Linked DNA regions of Mus musculus: region 2 is linked to region 1. A link is a contact called in public Hi-C data. All regions are on one chromosome and are shown on one strand. Each heading gives the region's core, a stretch centred on a gene start, on an enhancer-like site or on the middle of the called end of the contact. The rest is flanking DNA. Distances are from core to core; before and after follow the strand shown. Region 1 holds the start of Cyp51 (cytochrome P450, family 51). Region 2 has its middle 14 kb from the start of Mterf1b.

Region 1 (4,584 bases), core at 851-3,350:
GGATGGACAGAACCAGGGGTACAAGACACAACATTCCAAAGATATATCAGTAAGAAACTAGCTGTCAACTCTGACTATAATCCACGAAAATAAAATGTAAGACTATTTTTAAAAACGTAATTGTTAGAACTACAGGTTTCCTCACATCTCAGAGACTATATCCCAGGACAGACACTCTGGGAAGCTAAGAGCCAACAAGGCCTTTTCCTTTTATGTTTTCAATACTGCCAATAAGCAGGGAGGGCACAATCTTTTTACAAATGTCTTTCTATTTAAAGAAAAGCACTTCTCTACACTAGAGTCTCTGCCTCTGTCTGTTCCGAAGACTTACCTTCTCATATGCATTTTCCAGAAACTCAATTGGACTTTTCCCAAATGCTATTGCATGGCCAAGGAATGGAATTGGAGAGTAAATATGTGGTGGACTTTTCTGCAAAAAGAAAATGAAAATTTTAGTTTTCATTTTATTAATAGGAAAGTTTCATATGATAGCCTGCTTAAGAATAATGTTTAAAAAAACCACACACACACACACAGTATAGTTAGACAAGGTTTAGCCTCAAAAGAACTCAAAACAGAAATGACTACACAGGAAGGCACTGCACACTCAAGGGGTGAAGGCTGGAAGATATGCCAAGGTGAGCCTTGGCTACATAACAAGTTCTACAGCCACCCTGGGATATAATAAATATCTCAGAAATGATGATGATGATAGTGAGCTTTTGAAATGTATCTAATGAAAGTAAGAAATAGTAACTGCCTATCGATCCCTTGGGTTCAGAGATTAGTTTTAAAGCAACTTGGTTGGAACTTAACGCTGGGTTAAGTTTTTACATCCCATTGTCAGTTTCGAAGGGATGGTTTTCAAAGCTACCAAATGTTGATTACAAGGGTATTCATGAACTATATTTGGAAGGCTTGAAATTAGTGGTTTGGTGTAGCGCTAAACTAGAGAAACAGTATTTTAACAGCATCACAGGAAAGCGCTTCCCACACTCTCAAGTCACTTATGAACTGTCTGCAATTTCCCTGACACTGCTATTAATCATCGTTATGCCCAATAGCCCACAGTATACTAAACACACAGGGCAGTATCAAGAGTGATGGCCACCGGGGATGCAGCTACCCTTAACTTGCCATCAAGGCCCTCACAAAGAGCCCAAACACCTCTGACAACCAACAGTAAAGTCAGTACAGTGCTCTGCACTTAAGAGTCATGGATGGCCAAGGCAATCAGACCAGCCAAATCCATCCAGCAAGGCCTCCAGTCTGCACATCCATCACTGACTACAAACGCTGCAAAGTAGGATCCTAGCCAGAAGTTCAAAGCCGCTATCACAGCAGAAACGGCGACGGCCAGCACAGCCCCCGAGTTCAGGTTCCAGCAAGGAGACCAGAAAGACCACCACAACAGCAAAGATCAGGCACGGGCGTCTGCAGCCGCCACCCCAGCCTCCCGCGCGCCCGCCACCGCTAGCGCCCCCCGAGCCCGCCCGCTTAGCCGGGGCACAGACTGAGGACCCCGAGGTGCACGTACCGCTCCAGCGGGCAGCTGGACCATGTGGCCCACGGCGAGACGGAACAGGTAGACGAGGCTGAGAGTGAAGGCGCAGGCGATGAGCAGCGTGGAAAGCAAGTTGCCTCCTGTCACCTGCTCCATCGCCTGTCCGAGCACCCAGCCGCCTGACTGCAGCAAGCCCAGAAGTACCATCCCGACCGTCGCTTCGATCCGCCCGGTAGGCTGGGGGCCGAGGTCGCACACCGCTTCTCGGAAAAGATGGAGCAGGAGAAGCCGGCAGATAGAAGTCGGGAGGCGGCCCCGGCCTGATGGCTTAGTCTGGCCCGGGCCCTTCACACGCCCACAGACAGCTCGCGCGCCACCAGGACGTCACAGACGGGGCGGGGCTTCTGGTGGCCACGCCTCCGTCTAGGTGCGGGGATTCTTGCGCCACCGAGGGGACCTGAGGAAGCAGGCTCTACCGTGGCACTTGGACTCGGTGAAGAAAGTGATGGCTGCACAAATGATCGCGCCCCGAGAACCGCAGACCACGAGGTCCCGCGTGCTTAACGAGCACGGCCCCGGCAGCGGGCACGGACGAGCCTGGCGGAGGGATCTCAGGACCAGATTGGTGGCGGACAGCGGCAGAGGCGAAGGCGCTCTGTGATTGCACCACGCGCTGCTGAGGTGATCTCGGCCTATGTGGCGTCAGCAGAGCTGGCGGCCCGGGCACCGCCCCCTCCGTGGGGCGCCCGCCTCTGCGGCTATTCGCGGAGATGTCACCTCTGGGCTTTGTGAGACCAGCCCTTCGTGAGCCCTGCACCACGAATCTTGGAAAAAAAAAAAAAACACTCCTGCAGATGCAACCTGGAGGGTGAGACCATCGGATCACCCGTACAATCTGCTTGACAGGTTGTTCGTGTAGGGCCACATTGCTAGCAAGTGATAGTTGTTTGGTGTGCTGCTGTACCAAGACAAGTCTTTTAAAATAAATACAGGCCATAAAGTAAACTGAGGCAGATGTCCCCAAACTCCTGTTCTGATAGCTGGATCTGAAGCAGGAGTTACCCTGATCTCACTACAAATAAAGCACCTCTGATGACATGTTTCCAAATTAACCCTCCTTCCAGATCTTTGGCAGGTACATTTATTTATTTAACCAGGGTTAAGAGCTAGATTTTTTGCTAAGTTTGGAGATGATTGTGCAGTGATTGGCAAAACTGCAAGCACCTCCAGGAATGAGTAAGATGGTCCAGCCACCGTCTAGATAATTCCACCTAGAGAGCTCACATTTTATCGTAGTCAGTCAGTGAAGCCCACTCATTACCTCTTCCCTAGGGTGACTGCCACCTGCCTATGTAGGAAGTGCCTAGTAGGAAGTCTATATAGGATGGACACTGCTGTATACCAATATCCTCCTGCCTCAGATCAGTCACAAAATCTTGTAACACTCCATTTTTATTGTCACTGCTGTAGGTAAGAGCCTCTTTATTTCTGGCAGTAGTATCTACAACAGGAATTTTGCTCACTCATTTCTAAGCCTGTCTTGTGTGCTACGTCTTGACTTACTGGAGTGACTTCAGGCCATTGTTGAACTTGAAAATTGCTAGGGGAAAGACCAGTTCCACAATTATCCAATTAAAGAAAGCTTTATTTAATACTGGCCAGGAAGATGGACACTGGCCAGGTCCATACCCATGATTCCCAAAGAATGGCCTCAAGCTACATTAGACAGGTGCCTGTAGAGGCCAAGCCCACAAAGCTATGGTGCTTCCAGCCTTAGTCCACTGGGGACAAGCATCCTTCCAGTCAATGCATCTCCTGCCTGTGTATCATCAAGCACCTCCTGTGCAGCTGGTGCAACCAACCTTGTCTACGGAAGTGAAAGTACATGAACAACAGACTCCAGAATACCAGGATGTTATCTGTCAGTGGGCAAGTGGGCCTTAACATTGCACACTAGGAATCTCAAATATGGAAATCCTAAAAGATCAAAACCCTTAAATAAAGATCAAAGGTACAGTGTTATTAAAAAAAAATGATGCTGTTGATCTGTTTTTGAGTTACAGTTCTGGCAGGCCTGGACCTCTATGTATACTAGGCTGACCTCATTCTCACAGAGGTCCACAAGCCTCTGTAGCTGGATTGATAGGTGGGATCCAAGATATATGCCATCACAGCCAGCCCAAATTCTAAAACTTAACAGTTAAGGAAGATTAATTTGAGTATCATGTATAAGTATGGCAATATTTCATATACCATCTTATACAATAAAATAGTAATTACATTTTTTCAATCACAAACTTTCAGGCATAATTATGACAGTTGCTCTAAACAATGATTAGTCAAAAAGTGAACTATAGTTTATAATACCAAACACTGGGAGGCAAAGGCATGTGGATGTCAGCGAGTTTGAGGCCACCCTGGTCTACATAGTGAGTTCAAGGACAGCCAAGTCTACATAGTAATGATCTATGTCAAATACCCTGTCAAAATGAATCTATGAATGTATATCACCACGATTGGTAATTATCTGTAGCTGGCTTTATAACTACAACCTGAAATACCATGACAACCCAAGTTAATGAGACTAAACAAAATTGTTATGAGTTACAGATTACCATGTGGTCCAAAGAGCCAAGATCCCAAAGAGTATTTTTGTATGTACTGACAAAGTTTCAGTACACAATGTTTACAAACAAAAGTTACTTGTAATGCATTTTTGTAGACTCAATGTTAGAAAATAAAAATGTGTAAAACAAGTCTTTATACAAGTCTAAAAGTCTTGACACACTGGATATAATGTAAAGAAATCATGGCAAGTTGTCAGAAATAATGGTAATCATCAAAAAAAGTTTAAAAACTTGCTGGCTGTAATATTTCATAACTATCACCTTGTTGGGGCTGGCCTGTAGCTCTCATGTCTGGGTTCGAGCCTGGGAGGCAACCTGGAGCTGGAAGAAAAGAGGGAACCTAGGCGGGTAGAGAAATAATGGAACCAAGACATGCTAGTCTGTTCAAGGTTCAAATGTTTAATGGCGGACACACTTTATAAAGGAGAGGGGAGGCCCATTCCCGCCAATTCA
Region 2 (4,619 bases), core at 1,771-4,270, 75 kb after region 1:
CTAGTCCATTGTGATTTCTCTGTGGGTAGCTGCAAATTACTCATAGCCTTTGATAATGAAAATGAAACTGAGAGTGCTACAACCTCTCCAGTTCACTATTAGGTGGACTTAACTCTGCTTGATTCAGGAAGGAAGGTAGCATAGCAGTGGGGGCACACGAAGACTCCACAGATGGGCTGCCTGGGTTCAAATTGTACTTATGTCTCCCATGAGCTGTGTGGCCTTGGGCAAATGACTTAGCTCCCCATGCTTCTGCTGGCTCACTTGAATCGGGTGTAATTCGAGGACCTCCTTCATGAGGACCTCGGAGTATTAAAGTCACAAAGCCCTTGGAGTCATGCCTTGCACATAGCAAGCTCTGCAACGATGTCTCAATACAAATTTGAAATATCTCTAACTTTTGAGTTTCGCTTTCCTGGGACTTAGAACTTGCCTAACTTGCTTTTGTGAGTCAGTTGCAGTAAGACTACAACATCCTCTACCTTTGGTGAGAGAGAAGAGATCCTATCTCAGGGGTCAGGATGTTCTCAGCAGTTAACTGGAGCAATTAACCACAAGCAACTATCTACAAGACACTTGAAAATGGGACCAGTAGCCTTGGCCCCAAAGCCCTAAGGAGGAGTCCCTGAGTCTAGATGGATATGTTACTGTTATCCACCTGTGAAAGGAAGAAAATACTGACAAACCCTACACTCCAATATACACACAGTCTCCCTAGTTGAAAAGTGATTTGTTTTGCCTCAAAAGCTACTGATGCATTGTGCAAACCGCACTCTCAGGTGTTTAGCAGCTGAGTCTGGGAACTCTATGATCACTGCAAGAAGCAGGCAGCGCATTCATTGCCACTGTGCTTCAGTGAACCCTGTGAGACCATCTAGCAGAGAATTTCAGGTTCAGCAGCCCCTTCTTCACCCCATATATGAAGATGCGATCAAATACAGGGCAAGACAAAGTCGGCTGCACTGGATTTTCACACGTTTGCTTGCCACAGCCGCCAGGTTCCCCTGGGCCCCATCAATTATTACTTGGTTCTGCCTGGATGGTGCTTGTAAACTCCTCAAGGTGTGCTCCTGGGCAGTTGTGTGCACTTGAGATTTCCCTTTCTGATCCTTCCTTGGCTGTCTCTGGACCCACACTGATTTGCAGGGAAAACAGATGAAAATTTCATGACATTTAGATTTTTAAAAGCACATGGTGGCAGCTCAGTGGGTTTGCTTACCTCGGATTAAAACCTATTAATGCTCAGGCACTTTCCTCTCTGGTGAGATGCATTTCTGACTTGCAGAGAGTTTCATTACAGCTCAGGGGCATAACTGATGCTACGCAAGCCATTAAGAATGAGTTTTCAAGAATACAAAAAAAGAAACCTTTGTAGGCGAGGGCCAATTTGTTTCGAAGGCGACACTCTGGGAGAGCCTTCACAAAGAGTCGAGCATTATCTCAGATTCAAGCCATGCACTTTCTCTCCTATTTTTAAATACCAAATAGAGAATGGAGAGAGTTATTTCTTTGTGACAGCGGCTTTGGTTCCTGCCCTTATTTTCTGCCATTAGAGCTCCAGTTAAGCTGTGTGAATTGTCCTGGGTAGTTTTTTCAGGGTGCAGGGAAGCAGCTGTTGTTTTCAGGGAGGAGGGATTGGGGGAACTCCACAAATCTCTGTATCGTGTCTCTAAGAGTCATCATATTCTCCTTGCCTCTTTTCTTTGTTATTCAAAATATCGCTACTATTAAAGTCACAGAGCTATTGGGGGAAATATATTAAGTATAATGTTTTAAGTGAAAATTAGTACAATTCTTTTTGCTGTCAATGCATGTTTGTTTGCTATTTATCATCTTCAGAATATTTTGCTGTTCTTCACTATTGATTACAATTCATTTTAATTTTAACTAATCTTATTGTTTTTGATTTGCCTTAGCTGCAAACTAAGACAAATACCTCTGGATGGGGGTTGTCTGTTTCAACAACGGTGACATCTGGCGCTGGATATTTCTTTGGGGTGGAAACTGTCCTGTTTGCCTGGGACCCCAATGGAGAAAGTAGGGCAAGGACTGAAGAAGCTGAAGGGGTTTGGAACCCCATAGGAAGAACAACAAAGCTACCAACCCGACCTCCCAGAGCTCCCAGGGAATAAACCACCAACCAAAGAGTACCCATGGAGGGACCCATGGCTCCAGCTGGATATATAGCAGAGGATGGCCTTGTCAGGCATCACTAGGAGGGGAGACCCTCGTTCCTGTGGAGGCTCAATGACTCAGGGTAGGGGAGTGCTAGGGTCCTGAGCCATGAGTGGGTGAGCAGGTGGTGGAGCACCCTCATAGAGGCAGGGGGAGGGGGAGGGGATAGAGGGTTTGTGGAGGGGAAACTGGGAATAGGGATAACCAATAAAAAAAAAAAAGACTTTTCATAGACATTTGACTTATACTGTTTGAAGCCAGCATCCCTTCCTGTGACCCATTTTCAATGCCCAGAAACATCTACAGACTTTGCCAAATCTCCCAAGGTCACAAAATCACTGCTCTGAGGTGTATGAAGCAGGTCCTGTCTACAGTCGCATTTATTGTACTGCAATTGGAGAACAGCAAGAACAATTCAGCTAGTGCAGCAGAAGGAACCAGTGGGCAGAGTCTAAGAAAGTATCACAGGTGTTGACAGGATTGGGAGCTATAATGATCACTAAAAGCCAAGACTGCGATTGTATCAGTTCCTTTCGGTGTCATTGCGATGAATATTCAACTGAAACAAAGGAAGAATAAGCATTACAGTTTCAAAGGGAATGCAGTCCACCATAGCTGGGAAGCAATGGAATTGTTCACGGAGACACAGCACATAGGAGAAATACCTTGTATCCTGGCCAACCAGGAGGCAGAGAGTGATCCTAGAACCTGGGCTGGTGCAACTGTCTAAGGATACCTTTAGTGATCTACTTCTTCCTGTTAGGTCCACTTTCAAAGGGCACCATTGTCTTTAAATGAGTTTGAGGAAGTACATCGGCTCTCTCACATGAGGTTCTGCCCACAAACCTAGCACCATCCATTGGCTTAGAGAACAGATAGAAGCAGAAGAAGCAGTCGTTCCACTGGCACAGGTTTGTCCTCCCTCTCTCTGCTCCTGGTTACCATGCTGTAAAACACCGTTCTGCTTTGCATTCTCCGTCATGAGACTTCTGCCTCTTTCTCACCACCGGTCCACAAACAATGGGACCGAGTGACTGGACTGAAACAAGGAAGGAAGATAAGTTTCCTTGCTGTGTTGTCTTCCTAAGGTATGTCATCATATGACAAAAAGCTAACACATCATTTACCACTCGGTTAAGCTTGTATCGGCGACTAGCATTAGCTTCTTTACAAATGGAAACATGGTAGTTAGGTTCCAGTTAAAAGCCATGTATTCTGACTCCAGAACTTGCATTCTGTAAACTCTCTTCCAACCTCTATATTTCTGAGATGAAAAAGGCTGGGTGAGTGTGCTGATTCCTTTGGGCTGGTGGGTAATTGAGAGGGGTTCTTAACTCAAGTTTACAGAAACATAGAAGACACCCCAGAAGAGGAAGCACACAGTCTTAAAGATGGGAACCTGAGACATATACAACAAATGAATGAACTGAAACATATTTTACTGATATTTTTCTTTTTTAAAAATTTTCCACATTTTTATTGGTTATTTTATTTATTTACACTTCAAATGTTATCACACTTCCCACTTTCCCCTCCAGAAACTCCCTCCCTATTCCCCCTCACCCTGCTTCTGTGAGGGTGCTCCCCCATCCATCCACCCACTCACTCCTGCCTCAGTGCCCTGAGTTCCCCTATATTGGGTCAGTGAGACTCCACAGGCCCAGGGGCTCCCCTCCCACTGATGCCAGATTAGGCCATTTGCTGCTGCATATTCAGCTGGAGCCATGGGTCCCCCCATGTGTACTCTGTGGTTGGTGGTTTAGTCCCAGGGGGTTTGGGGAGGTCTGGTTGGTTGATATTGTTGTTCTTCCTATGGGGTTGCAAACCCCTTCAGCTCCTCCAGTCCTTCCCCTAACTCTTCCATTGGGGTCTCTGCACTCAGTTTCATGTTTGGCTGTGAGCATCCACATCTGTATTTGTCAGGCTCTGGCAGAGCCTCTCAGGAGACAGCTATACTAGGGTCCTGTCAGCACGCTCTTGTTGGCATCAGCAATTGTGGCTGTGTTTGGTGTCTGCAGATGGGTGGATCCCTAGGTGGGGCAGTCTCTGAATGGCCTTTCCTTTAGTCTCTGCTCCATTCTTTGTCCCTGTATTTCCTTTTGACAGGAGGAATTCTGGATTATTATTTTTGAGGTGGTGGGTGGCCCAATCCTTCATCCAGGGGCAGTGCCTATCCACTGGATATGGTCTCTACAGGTTCTATCTCACCTTTGTTGGATAATTTGGCTATTCTCTTCTCTGTTGGGTCCTGGGACATTTTTCTGATCTTATTCAGAGAATAAATCATGTTTTCGAGAGATCGTCTCACGATACCTGGTGACCTGCTTTCATGCTCAGAATGCACAGGGTAAAGGAAGAGAACAGCCTCCCCATAGGTATCCACAGCACCCCACGCACCCAGAACCATATAGGCATGCAAAACAAATAAATAAGTGTGATTAAAA

What was found. Hi-C and Micro-C count contacts between places; a contact is called where the count stands out from the background.
Region 2: a contact with region 1 is called in a Hi-C map of the CH12 cell line. The contact joins the enhancer-like site here to the promoter of Cyp51 in region 1. A contact is called at or near these places in 16 of 39 promoter capture datasets (the 3T3-L1 cell line, 3T3-L1-derived adipocytes, the C10 cell line and 9 more), 53 of 484 Hi-C or Micro-C datasets (the 63-12 cell line, the AML12 cell line, B cells and 44 more), 13 of 115 datasets of contacts at active chromatin or transcription factors (the 230-238 cell line, the SCID.adh cell line, T-cell acute lymphoblastic leukemia and 8 more) and 4 of 9 other capture datasets (adipose tissue, embryonic stem cells, liver and 1 more).

Annotation. Positions count from the first base shown.
Region 1 is chr5:4,102,597-4,107,180 of GRCm38.p6, forward strand. It overlaps Cyp51 (cytochrome P450, family 51), which reads right to left and starts at 2,101. Exons shown (of 10, transcript NM_020010.2): 1 at 1,538-2,101; 2 at 332-430. The coding sequence starts at 1,711.
Region 2 is chr5:4,176,536-4,181,154 of GRCm38.p6, forward strand. No RefSeq gene overlaps it. Among named protein-coding and RNA genes, the nearest start is that of Mterf1b, 14 kb to the right of the region's middle. Within about 2 kb of position 3,021, at least 6 of the 459 cell types and tissues checked have an H3K27ac peak or open chromatin away from gene starts, as enhancers often do. A contact at or near this core is called in the CH12 cell line and the SCID.adh cell line, where this site is marked.